2 separate regions of the Hordeum vulgare genome follow, and region 2 is linked to region 1. Evidence: chromatin contacts called from public Hi-C data. All regions are on one chromosome and are shown on one strand. Each heading gives the region's core, a stretch centred on a gene start, on an enhancer-like site or on the middle of the called end of the contact. The rest is flanking DNA. Distances are from core to core; before and after follow the strand shown. Region 1 holds the start of LOC123449089 (mitochondrial phosphate carrier protein 3, mitochondrial-like). Region 2 has its middle 14 kb from the start of LOC123446671.

Region 1 (6,696 bases), core at 1,205-3,704:
AAAAATGGCGCCAGAAGATTGGTTCTCTTGGTTGCGGCGGCTAGGGTTTCTGGTCCGGCCCGCCCCGCCCTGCGGAAACCTTTCAACTAGTGTAATGTTTTCGGAAATAGTAACGCCCATACGTGTGGCATGAGGCAGCATGGTCCACGCGCGTCCATAACCATCCAATTTGTCACATCAAATATATGACATCAGCATAATCTTTTTGGTTTTTGGACTTAAAAATGTTTTATCTCTTAAAAATCCGTTTTTATCATTAAATCTGTCTCGATGAGATCTTCAAAACTAGATCCCATATTGATATGTTTCGACAACCTTTTTTAGGCCATAAGTTGCCACATGTTTACACAGAAGTTGCCACGACATATTTCATCTAATTTTTTTTCTAGATTTAAAGCTAACATTGTATTTCAACTACTTTTCATGGCAATTTTTATTAATTGGCCATGGAAATTTTGGTAATTAACCATGGAAATGTAATTCATGGATCATGGCAGTTTTTAGTAATTCATCATGGCAAATTGACTTATAGATCATGCCAAATTTCATTATTTTTGCCATGACAATTTAAGTATTTTGAACATGATTTTTTTTGTATGAACCTTGCCAAATTTTAGTGCATGTATCATGGCAAATTTAAGTAATTCACCGTGAAAATTTTAGTTTATGGTTCATGGCAAATTTGAGCCACTAACCACGCATTTTTAAAGTAATTAAAGACATATATCTCTTTTACTTGTGAACCAAGTCAAAACTATTTCGTGGATCATGGAAAAACTTAGTAATTCATCATGACAAGTTTCATTTGTTAATTTTCTTTTTATAACATGTCAAAGTTTACTTTAAAGTTTAAAGTTAGAAGAAAAAATAGTTGAAATATATCATGACAATTTTAGTGTAATTATGATGACAATTTATTTGCAATGGACATGGCAACTTTTAACCAAAAAAGTCATCGAAACATATCAATATGAGATCTAGTTTCGAAGATCTCATCGCGACGGATTTAATAATGAATACATTTTTTAATTGGATTTTTTATTTAAAAGACAAAACATTTTAGAAATTGAAAAAACAAAAGATTTCAGATGGCATCATTAGTTTCCAAACCTAGTCCTGAGATTTCGGAGGGCCAGGGCAAAACTCGGACATAGGCCCTATAATATAATTAGTAAAACAATCAATATATATCTGTATAGAATGTATAATTAAGTAACGCATACAAAATTATATCAATGCCACGTAACTTATATATTATTTTAATACAAAATCTAACATTCTTAGATGCAAAGTCACTAATAATGTTGTTATCCATGGGAAGAGAATAAAAGACATACTTTATGTAAAATTTGGCGGTCACAATGATCGATGTACTGTACTTTTGGTACGGTGAAACACATAGCAAAGAGAATTCCATGACATACAATCTGTCATCGTTTTTTCACATGAAATCATCTTCCAAAATTATATGAATTAGTATATACTCCCTCCGTTCCTAAATACTCCCTCCATCCCAAAAATTTTGTCTTAGATTTATCTAGATATGAATGTATATAGCCACATTTTAGTATTTTAATACATTTTTTTCTAGACAAACCTAAGACAAGAATTTTGGGACGGAGGGAGTATAAGACATTTTAGAGATTGCACTATAAACTACATACGGATGTATATAGACATATTTTAGAGTGTACATTCACTCATTTTGTTTCGTATGAAGTCTTCTAGTGAAATCTCTAAAAGGTCTTATATTTTGAAACGGAGGGAGTATATCTTATTAGGATAAGTGAATCACTAACTCCATCTTTAGGGCAGCCCCTCCCCCTTAAGGCCTCGTTTGGTTAAGGGGGATTGGGGAGGTTTTGAGAGGGAGGGATTTTACGGGATTTGGTGAATCCCTTTGTTTCACCCAATCCTCTCAAATCCCCGGGGCTTTGCTTCCACTAGTCTTCCGATGAGGGTTTTGAAACACATGGATAGAAAGGGATTGAAGGGGAACGGAGGGGATTGGGCTAAGCAAACCCCTCCTACCAAATGGACGCCCGAGGATCTGTGGGGTTTCTGACCCTCCCGGGGATTTTCCTCTCAAAACCTCCCCAATCCCCCTTAACCAAACGAGGCTTAAGGTCGGTCTTGCAAATTTCATCACTTATGCATGCATACGACGGATGCAATTTGTAATCATTGATAGTGTAGGCTGTTGTTACTCCTACTACACGTGTGTACGCGTGCGCCCGCTCAGTTCTAGCTTGACTCTAATCGGTATTTTGTGTGGTTGCTAATTGCCAAACAGCCAATTATCACCGTCATGATGGACGGACCCACTGAGAGTCCGAAATACTGCATTCTGACAGCAATCAAACCACGTGAGGCATGATCACAGTATCCACGCTGGCGATGCACGCAGACGACGCCGCGGCAGCAGGCATATTTTCCTCTCCGTCGATTGCACGCAGGTGGCGCCTGCGATGCACGTAGACGACGACGCCGTGCCAGTGTACCGCGGGCGGCATATTCTCTCTCTCTCCGTCGATCGGACACCGCAACTTCCCGTCGCGTGTCCGTGTCGGATCTTTTCCCCCTCGAGACGGTGGGGTCCGTCCCGCCCGCTGCGCGCGGCGGCAGCATCTCGCCACCCAATCCGCACCCAAATCTCAGCGTCGGCGCCCCTCGAAAAAGCAGCCGCCGCACGCCACTTCGCGTCTCGGCCAGCCGCCGCCGGTGCGGGAGAGCAAGGGTCAAACGCGGGTCTCAGCTCAGCTCAGCTCGAGGCCTTCGCTCGAACCCCCGCTCCCCGGCTGCTCCCCCTACCATGCGCGTCTCCGACCGCGACGACCTCCCGAGTACCGCGCCCAGCTCCCAGCTCACGTCCCCAGATGGCGAGCCGCGACAAGGCCGGCTGCCCCGCGGCCGCGGCCACGCTACCCCTCGACCGCCTCCTGGCCTCGCTCGCCGCCAACGCGGAGCAGCTCGGGAAGAGGTGGGAGATCGCCGTCCGCGACCGGAGGGCCAGAGCGGCCGAGCGGAGGTTGGAGGCGGATACGGCGCCGCCGGTGCAGCTGCACACGCCGCTCTTCTACGCCACCTGCGCCCTCGGCGGGGTCCTCAGCACCGGCCTCACCCACCTCGCAGTCACGCCGCTCGACCTCGTCAAGTGCAATATGCAGGTCTCCCATGCTGCTCCTGTCCGAGCTTCCTGCCCCCCTGATAATGTCTAACGGGAGTTGCTCTTCGCAGGTTGACCCCAGCAAGTATAGGGACATCTCGTCTGGCTTCGGTGTGCTGCTCCAAGAGCAGGGTCTCGGTGGGTTCTTCAAAGGCTGGATGGCCACGCTGGTTGGGTATAGTAGCCAGGGAGCCTGCAAGTTTGGTTTCTACGAGTACTTCAAGAAGTGCTACTCGGACATTGCTGGCCCCGAGAATGCCGACAGGTTGAAGACCGTCATTTACCTCGCTGCATCGGCGTCGGCTGAGGTAATTGCAGATTTAGCTCTCTGCCCCATGGAAGCCGTCAAGGTTCGAATCCAGACGCAGCCGGGATTCGCTCGATGCCTAACCGATGGGCTTCCAAAGCTTGTCCGGTCCGAAGGTGCCTTTGGGTATAGACACTGCATGTCCTGTATTAATTTTGTTGCGATTAGTTCTGCTCAAGACACCGCAGATCACTTTAACGCCATGTGTTCATTTCAGGCTTTACAAGGGGATAGTTCCTCTTTGGGGCCGCCAAATTCCTTGTGAGTCGATTTCATTACAAGCTATATTTTGCCTATTGTGTTTGCCTGCCGATGGTTGAATAGCACATGGCCAAATAATAGTAGTAGCACTGAACATCCAAACGATTTTAGAGATTCTTTGGAGTGTTAAAGGCTAGAAATTTCATGGGGGCATAGAGTTGGGGCTGACATGATTCCAGGATGCCCATGAAACTGAGTTAGCCATTTATGACTGCTGCTTTTTATAGACTACACAAGTTCGACACTACTTAATTTCTGTAATTTAGACCTAGTTTGCAATCCTTTCTCAACCATGGAAAACCTAGTTGATTTTATTGTTTCCTACTACGAACCGTGCAATCCAGATCATATATGGCTGTCACAACAGTTAATTATTATTATTAGCAAAAGGACTACTTTTAACCCTAAACTCTATTTTACAAGTGATTCCAGCTAACATGGATGCCATGCTTTTGCCACATTATCTAACAAATCAATAGAGAGAGAATATATGGAGAAATATGACATGCGGAATAGTGAGAGCACAATGTGGTTTTAACCCAAACCATACCTATCTGGCTATTGTGAGCTGATTTGTTTGATGACATGGCAGTTATATACTAACAATGTGGCAGACACGTGGTATCCATAAAAATATATGGAAAGCATGATACTAGTTGGCAAATTACAAAGGGAAGAAAAATAATTTGGTTGAATATATGGTGCTCATAGATGAAGTACTTGATTGTTCAACATGACAATGAAGCAGTTTTTGCAGCCATCTTATACCATTTTTTATAAGGTGTGTGCCCTGATCGGCTTTTCCGTTACCTTTGCAGACACTATGATGAAATTTGCTTGCTTTGAAACCATTGTTGAGATGGTGTACAAGCATGCTGTCCCAAAACCAAAAGATCAATGCAGTAAACCACTCCAGCTAGCGGTGAGTTTTGCAGGGGGGTACATTGCTGGAGTCTTGTGTGCTGCTGTTTCTCACCCTGCAGACAACCTGGTGTCTTTTCTCAACAATGCAAAGGGAGGCACTGTGGCAGATGTAAGTTGCAAGTCCTATCCCAGCAAACAATTAAAATACTCAGAACTGTTAACTATATAGCTTAAACCCATCTTGCTGTCAGATGGTATTCAATTGTGGTACTCCCTCCGACCCAAATTAATTGAGGCAGCTTTAGTAAAACTTTGGTAAATCGGAGGGAGTATAACTATTAAAATTTTGAACTGTTTGATCAATTAATTGTGCTTCCAGGCTATAACAACCATTGGGCTGTGGGGCCTTTTCACTCGTGGCCTTCCACTCCGTATTATCATGGTCGGTACTCTTACTGGAGCGCAATGGGCAACATACGACGCGTTTAAAGTATTTGTTGGACTGTAAGTAGCTCTTGCTGTATATGGCATACATCTCTGTCGTCATCAACAATTTATGTGCCGCAATACCAAATTATCTCATGGTTGCTTGTGATTTATTCTCCAGACCAACCACCGGAGGAGTCAGCTCTAGTTGTCATGCTGCCACTGCTTTGCACCGAGTAGATCATGAGAAGCAGAACTGACCGCACCGGAGAAGGCCTTGTGCTGAGCTATCTGTAACCGGAGTAGATGTATAAACGGGCACCCCCGGAGCTGCTCTGATTCTTGGAAGAGCTCCAGCATTCGGAGGCTGAAGTGTTAAATGTACACCGTGACAGTTTCTTTCAGCCGGTTAGGAGGTTTCATTTTCAAGGGGTTTTTGTTTGTTGCTACCCCTTGGACGTTGGAGAACTTACAAGGAACGAAACAAAGCTTCAGAGATTGATTTGTCTTGCGCATTTGGCGTAATCATCTGAATATATTTTGCACATGGCCCGTGCTGGCCTGGCCTGTTTATGAAGCCTACATAACCGGAAGAATGAACCATAAGGACATGTATAATGATACTATTTTAGGAGTTCCACATAGAATAAATGATGAGGTGCAGAAGAGAGAACTCATAAAAAAAATTTGTCTTCTTTTATTTAAGAGAAACAAGAGATGATCTTTTAGGACATGTACAATAGTTGATAGGATAGTCTTATTTTAAATATTGCATGTAATTTAAAGATGACAAAAAAATGTCTTACAATAGACCATCTCTTAGCCTTATCTTTAATAACTAATATTTCTAAAAGGTAAGATCAAGTCCAACATGGTGACCCATTTCGTCCGTTGGCGTCCGTTTAGGTCGGTGCGGACACAAAAGTCGGTCCAACGCGTCGACCCAAACGGACGCGTGTCCGCTTTTTGTCCGCGGGTGATCCATTTCCTGTCTATTTTTCAGCCGGATTTGCGTCAGCGCGGACACAGGACGGACGTGCGCGCGCTCGCCTTCTCCTCCCCCTGGGCCCACTGGTCGGTGGCACATTGGCCTCTTCCCATCCAACAGGCGCGCTCGCCTTCTCCTCCCCCTGGGCCCACTGGTCGGTGGCACATTGGCCTCTTCCCATCCAACAGCAGCCTACGTCGCCGCCCATTTTTTCGGTGACTCTGCCAGCTGCCGGTGCCGCAACATCCGCTCAGCAACGCCGCCACCTCCCACGTCGCCCGCCACCGCCGTCTTGCCGTCGGGGAACCGACTACTCCCCCCCCCCTCCGACACAGCCGCGACCGCGACCAAGAAGCTGCCTCGCCGCCCCGGCCAGATCCTCACCGGCACGCTCGTCGGACGCCGGCAGGGCAACTAGTTGGTCCGTGCGCGTCGCGACTCCCTTCGTTGGTCGTCTCCTTCGTCGATGCTCGTAAGTTGTTCGACGGTTTGCCAAGGTATAAAATGGACTCCGCTGATTCGTCGTCCGATGACAAGGAGGAGATATTGGCTGCTGTGATGATCCATCACCACCTCAATAGCCACCGGCCGTTGTCCCGTGGCTCCATTCCGGGCCACCTTCCGGCGTTGAATCACAACCGATAGAGCGGGGCATCTCCTTCTTTGGAAGGACTACTTTGATAC
Region 2 (6,696 bases), core at 1,205-3,704, 360 kb before region 1:
ATTTTTGTGATAGAGACCTTTGATTAAAACAAGAAAGACGGCCTAAAGGTGTGTCTAAATATGATGAGATGACAAATGTAAGTGAAGTGAGATTACTATTCAAAAAAAAAATGTTGCTCTTCGCCTACAGCTGTTAGAATTTGAAACTGAAAATTCGGATAAAATGCCATATTACCCGCTTAAACCATGGGTTAGATTACAACTAATGCATCGCTAAAAAGACATCGAGCCACTTTTGGATGACGAACTAGTTGAGCATGTTGCTGCTACAAAGGCCAAAAGATAGTCAGAATATAAAACAGTTTGCTTGCCACTACTAATTATAATTGGGGGTGGCTAATTAACAACTCTATGATTACTTATTGGTCTCTGCACCTACCGTGTAAACTAATGAGAGTTTGCATCACGACATTAACGTTCAGATTTCAGAAATGCTTGCACAGACCACAGAGGCTCTCAACTTTGACCAGATGTAGTTTTCAGCTGAGAGGTTACGAGACGCACTAGCCTCAACTACTGTTTGTTTCTCTTATGTTGTTTTCATACGTAGAAGTACTGTCTGTGGTTTCATAAATTTTTGGATCCATCGTCCATGGTTCTCCAGAGTGACTGAAAGGTTTGCATTTCTGAATCCTGAACAATGTTATAGATATCTAGCGATAGCTGCACTACAGCTTGGTTGTAGTTTTTTCTGGACCCACATCGCTGAGCGACGGTCAAATGCTCCGTCGTAGTAGTGAATGCCCCGTTATAGTTTCAAAACTCTCTGTTACTTGTCTTACATTACATTATACTAGTTTCTTTTTTGCGGTTGTCTTACATTATAGCTAACGATAGCTCTGCTCTTTGGTATAGCTACTTTTGCAAAACAGCATGCAACACAACACTTATCTTGAATGGTCATGTCTATGCACATCTAATAATTCTCTGTTTCGGTATTAAATTGTGATTAGTAATGGCTAGCAATAGCTTTCAAGAACCTGGCCACGCCCTCGCTATGAATCTGTGAGAACCGCGACATAAAACCTTAAGCGGGGACGGAAATTTCAAGTATGAAACATGAAATTAGCGCCGTTCTTTCCAAAGCTTTTAGGCTCTAGCGGTGTCGTTCAGGAGCCAGACGGTAACATGGGGTACGTACGATGTTCCAGATCAGCTCTAAAAATCGTGGCCAAAGTATATGCAAGCTTAATCTCGAGCAAAGAATGCAGCAAGGAAGCAAGCCCAAGTTAAGGTAGCAGCAGCCACACATGATTGTCAATGCAAGTTGATGAGGTAACCGTGGAATTCCTAGGCTGCTCCCGCGGCCACGACCAATCATCCACCTTTTCTCACACCATCACGCAACTAACACAAGACAAAGTCAACCATTTGGTTGGCAAATGGTACTCCTAGTTAATTAGCAGCTAACCACCGCTGCTGATGGCACCGCCCATCGTGCTAACGTTATCACCATTTGATTCCCGATGGCCTACTCATCCGTGCCACGACAAAAAGCAACTTTATCGCGGTCGCCCGGGGTGATTAGCTAACATTATCGTGTGTTAGGGAGGCCACAAGAAGTAATGCAACCAGGGGATTATTCCTAAGTATATGCCTCGGGTTTATTCTTAGGGCATATACCTCTACTTTTGTAATGTTTTGTGTGGATGAGACAGAAGATAGGGCCAGTGCTCGTGTTGGCAAGCCGGAAGAGGGTGTCTGATCTGTCGGTCTTGTTGTCTCTCCGTGAGTTTGGGAGCCGGGGCCGGAATTGGAATAGAAGGTTGGGGAGAAGAGGGTCTCAGGAGGCCAAATTAGGGATGGGAATATATGTTCTTGTCCTTCAAATAGATTGGGGATTTGTATCATGGTCTTTGATTTCCGAAGATATAAAGGGAATCGACGGAACGATGTAAGAGCGACAGTTTGTATGTAAAGAATTAGCAAAGGATGGATTCATTTCATTCGTAAATCATTACCAATGAAACCCTGAAAAAATTGCCACGCTGGCGTCGCTAGAATTGCCATCGAAAACGTTCGATTTGTCATGGTCACAAACGTTCAGGATCTATCATTTCCGATTTTGTTAGCAGATGGCACATGCATGTTGCAGTGTAGCACAAATGCCCAATACGTATTTACAGTTACAGCTAATAAGGAATGGGCTCGGCAGATTTCACCTATATATGTCCATATGTAGCACTGCCATAGTTAGCCAGCTTTACCCTAGCAATTCAGTCAATCCTGCTTAACCTTGAGAGCAGGCATGGGCTTATTTAAGATTGTTCTTCCCAATAGCTTGTCGCAAGATGACGTCCACAAGCTGCCGCCGGAAAAGCACTATCATACCCGGCGTCAACATCAGAACCATTTTAGTTCCCCGAGCTTCTTCCCGGGCTTAGTCAGCCAGAGTAAGGGCCAAGAGCACGGTGCCTTTCTCTATTGCCACCACCCCGGGCCCCAAACAAAATTTCGTTTCGTGACCGAAGCAAACGGGGTCGCCATCACCCCTGAGGCCATGATTAGCGCCGCAACAGACACCGTAGCACTTTTCGGGAGCGGAGACCCGATCTCACCATTAGCCGCTCACCTCACCGGAGCTCGAGCCCGGTCGCTCTCGCCGGCCGGCGCGCCAATCGCCGGGTCGCGCCGTACGTAACTAGGCTCTTGCGTGCGTACGATCCGGTAAAAACTCGGTATCTAGAGTATATGGTAGTATTACTCGTGAAGACGTCTCGGTCGCCGTCCGTCCGGAGTACTATACGGACGGCGATGGCTCCGGCCGGAGCTAGCTTAGGCTTAGCTAGCGTTGCCGTTTTAACTAATGGCGGACACCCAGCGTACGTACGTGCCTCGGAGCTTGGACGAGGCCAATGGATCTCCGCGGAGCCGTGCATGGAGCCACATGTCGATCGGCAAGGGAGTTTGACAAGGTTTGGGATTAGAAAAATGGAGGTGATGGCTTGGCTTGTAGGAGTAGATGCTACTACTGGTGGTTAACTAGGACTGCCGGCCGATGCTGGCTCTTTCCACTGATGCACAGAATTTAAGTAGTAAGTTGACCGCTGGTTTTTCTTTGCTGTTTTGACATGGAAGATTCCAAAGCAACATGGTGATGACAAGTGAAACTGTGTGTGATATTTTACATGGAGGCGTTATGCTCTAGGTAGATCTCCTCCAATGATCCGGGTGAGTTTGTCTAGTTGCTTAGATAATTGAAATAGTTTCTCAATTATTGCCTAGGTTAACAGTGGCCCATGGCTGATAAGAAAGCTGTTCATGAGCAAGTTGCTTGGGACTTCAAGATGTTAGTCTAACTTAACAAAATGCAAACACCAGCGTTTGTTTCTTCGTCCTTAGTGGTAAGCCAGAGAAATAAAATCATCAAATGTATGGACAATATGTCTATGTGCATCTTGTGACGCAGATGTCGGGGTACTCCCCTTTTCGAAATAAAAACATGTATGGACAATAGCTTGAGGAAATTCAAACTATTCCTTTGAAGAAATTCAAACCTTAATATTTCCACGCGAACAACCTACAAGAGGAATCAAACTTTAGTCTACTTAGAACGGTTGTTCTACGCTGTTCTGGTCGTAAAAGAAAAAGAAAACATTGTTCTAGTTTCCTATTCTCTCTTACTGAGTTCAGTCACCTAATTACGTTAGGATAGCCGTCTAATCGCATCCAGCAGATGAGACATCACTAGGAACAAATTAGTGCTCACTTAGTTAGAAAGCTAGCTTCACTACTGAAGTTTGTTTGGGAGAATCTTTTTGGTTAAGTTGTAGCCTACAACTCATCAGTGCACAGATGCAATCAGAACAAACAAATTAGTAGTTGTATCCAACAGTAAAGACAAGAAGAGAAAAGAAACATGGACAAGAACAAACGTAGTGTGGATTATTATTATTATTATTGCCTTAGTGATGCCAAAATAGGGCAAAACCATATGAGTGGTGATGCGGACAGATGGAATTGCTGCATAAAAAAGATCGGTTTCAGAGTGATTGGAGATGGCTAACGTAAGCAATCGATCAACTACATTGTTCTAAGTTCATTATCACAAAATTTGCTGCTCATGATTACTCAACTTAGGATTTTATTGCATTGATCTTTCGTATATATTAATAAATGGAAATACCTCAACATGCAGGATTTGAAGATTCTAGATCACCCATACTGTGGTGGCAATCACATAGCTGCGCAAGATCACGTGATAGCTCCATTTTATGACAATTTTTCGAGGGTATTTTGCTCGGGTTAACCTCCAGGGTTTCACTGGTTTTCACCTTTTCACTAACGATTATTTATTAAAATAAAAGAAAGGGAATCGTTTCTACGCGGCGCGCCGGCCGAACCGACGCGCCGGTCGTCCCTCGCGCACGCAGGCCCATGCAACATTTTTTCCACCCGCCCGCTCCGCTGGCAGATGCTTGCAGCATTTTTTCGTCACATTTATTACAACCGTGTATTTTTTGATACAAACGTTTTCCATGCAACTTTTTTTCTCGTGTAAATTTGTTACATTTGTTCAGTAAAAGCTGCATATACGTTTGGTTGCAACTCCAGTTCGTCGGATTTTTCGTTACAATCGATGTTTTTTACTTTTGCTACAACCGTGTTAGTTTTTTGTTACAACCGGCATCATGTTTTGTTGCAACCGTTCACTAAAAAAATTGCATACACGTCACGTAAATATTTGCTACAACCGGCGTTTGACTTTTGCTACCACGCACCCTCAGCTTCGTTTTTTTACTACGATCACCTAGATATTTTTTTTGCTACAATTTTTGTTTTTGTTGCAACCGTTGAAAAAATTATTGCATCGCATCGAAATTTTGCTGCATAGGGAGGAAAAATGTTGCATGCGGATCCAACAGTGCGGACGACGCGGGGTTGGTGGATCCTGCGGCTCGCGCGTGGCCGGCCGAAAGTTTAGGCCGGCGCAGATCACTCCCCTAAAAGAAATATGTTTTCCTTGCAACTTGGGAATTGAAAAGATCATCATCCACACACCTGGAGCAAAACACGCCCTCGGGGTACAACCCCCCCCCCCCCCCCACCCCACAGCGCGACACCCGCGTCTATACAAGCAAGTTTCATGTTGATGCCGCATGGAGAGGAAGAACAGAACAACCACATCCCACGATGAGAGTACAAAGAAGACATATAATGGATAATTTCTTCACTTAGATCCGTCCTCTATTCCACTCTACAGCACAAATGTAGAGAGACATTCGAACTCTATATGTACTTTTATCTAGATATTCAAATAGGTTTAATCATTCATCTTATTGTGACAAGCTACGAGGTTATTGAGATGCTTTCCCTTTGCAAAATCTTTATGCCTGGTTATTATGATATTATCCTTCTCTCATGTGCAATACACGCATCGGCCCCCATCTCCGCCCCCTCCCCGCGTCGTCACCGACCAACCCTCCCGCGCCGCCACCGGCCCCCCTCTCCGCCCCCTTCCTGCTTCGCCGCTGTCGGAGGGGACGCCGGCGAAGCCGCGCACGCCCCGGGGATGGCGGCGGCGGCCCCCCTCGCGTCGGCCCTTGGGCTCTGGCGGCGGCGCCCCGCGTCGGCGGCTGCGGGATCCGGCGAGATCTCGCCCACCGGTGACGCCTGACGGCGGATCCGGGGCTGCCATGGCCGGAGTTGTGCGGGGCGCGCGACCATGGTGGTAGGGAGCGGCGGCCGGGCGCGGCTGCGGTGGCAGAGAGCGTCGGCTAGGCGCGACTGCGGTGGCCAGGGCGTGCGGTGCGGTGACCCGTGACCCTGCCTGGGGGTCGTGGTGGTGCGTGACAGCCATGCTTAGCGGGTCGGTGGCGGTGGATGTTCAGCGCAGCTCCGGGAGAAATCCTTGCTCTGGTCCTCATCGGAGTCGCGACGGCGACGCCCGCGGGTGCCGCTATCTTTCTTGGAAGCGTCGTTGTGGAGGTGTGCTGCTCCCCTTCGTCGGCCGCTGCCTGGTCAGCCGTCACGTGGCTGCTATGGCGGCCGGCGGCGCCAGATCGGGCCGCTGTCCTCCGGCCCTTGTGGGCCTCTCTCCTGTGGATTCTTGGTGGTGTCGGCGTGGTTGCCGGGGCCCTACCTGTGGGTGAAGCCGGTGGAGGAGATTCGGATTGGGGGAAACCCCTTGGTTGGCCCAGGCCGGCCGCGCCGACGACGACGCTCAAGGGCACCGTTATTCTTTTTGAAGACGTCGGTATACATCTGCTCCTCTGCTCCCCTTCCTTGCCTCTTGGGTGAAAACCTTAACTTCGGTGGGCGGCGGCGGCGTCCTTGACGTCGTGACCTTCCTGAAGGCGTCGCCTAGAGGGCTGAGTGGTGGTGGGCACTGTGTGGGTCCTGAACGGTTGCTGGTGGTGGGCACTGCTTCGGGGGAAACCCTAGGATCTGGTCTTCCAGATCGGACGATGGCGGTACTGCGGTGCCGTTTCTCTCTTGGGAGCATCGTTTGTGGAGCAGCGCTGACAGACTGAGGGAGGAGGTGGAGCGGCTTCGTCTTGCACGGAATTTCGGTGGAGCTGTCAAGTCATGCCTGGCCGACAGGTGCTACGCTGAGTCATGCCTGGTTGGCAGGTGCTACGTACGACAGATCTCCCGGAGTCTTCGCATCTGGACGGATGAGCGCAGGGCGGTGGCGCCGTTGGGCGCCGTGGTGGCGTCGACGGATGTTTGGACTAGCATGGATGATGCGGATCT

What was found. Hi-C and Micro-C count contacts between places; a contact is called where the count stands out from the background.
Region 2: a Hi-C map of leaf shows a contact between it and region 1, with 4 times the contacts expected there. The contact joins the enhancer-like site here to the promoter of LOC123449089 in region 1. A contact is called at or near these places in 2 of 6 Hi-C or Micro-C datasets (leaf and seedling) and 1 of 1 datasets of contacts at active chromatin or transcription factors (embryo).

Annotation. Positions count from the first base shown.
Region 1 is chr4H:488,194,264-488,200,959 of MorexV3_pseudomolecules_assembly, reverse strand. LOC123449089 (mitochondrial phosphate carrier protein 3, mitochondrial-like) reads left to right here and starts at 2,454. Exons shown (of 6, transcript XM_045126175.1): 1 at 2,454-3,167; 2 at 3,238-3,599; 3 at 3,691-3,734; 4 at 4,553-4,767; 5 at 4,978-5,102; 6 at 5,206-5,606. The coding sequence starts at 2,469. The coding sequence ends at 5,284.
Region 2 is chr4H:488,556,984-488,563,679 of MorexV3_pseudomolecules_assembly, reverse strand. No RefSeq gene overlaps it. Among protein-coding and RNA genes, the nearest start is that of LOC123446671, 14 kb to the right of the region's middle. Within about 2 kb of position 2,454, at least 1 of the 3 cell types and tissues checked has open chromatin away from gene starts, as enhancers often do. A contact at or near this core is called in leaf, where this site is marked.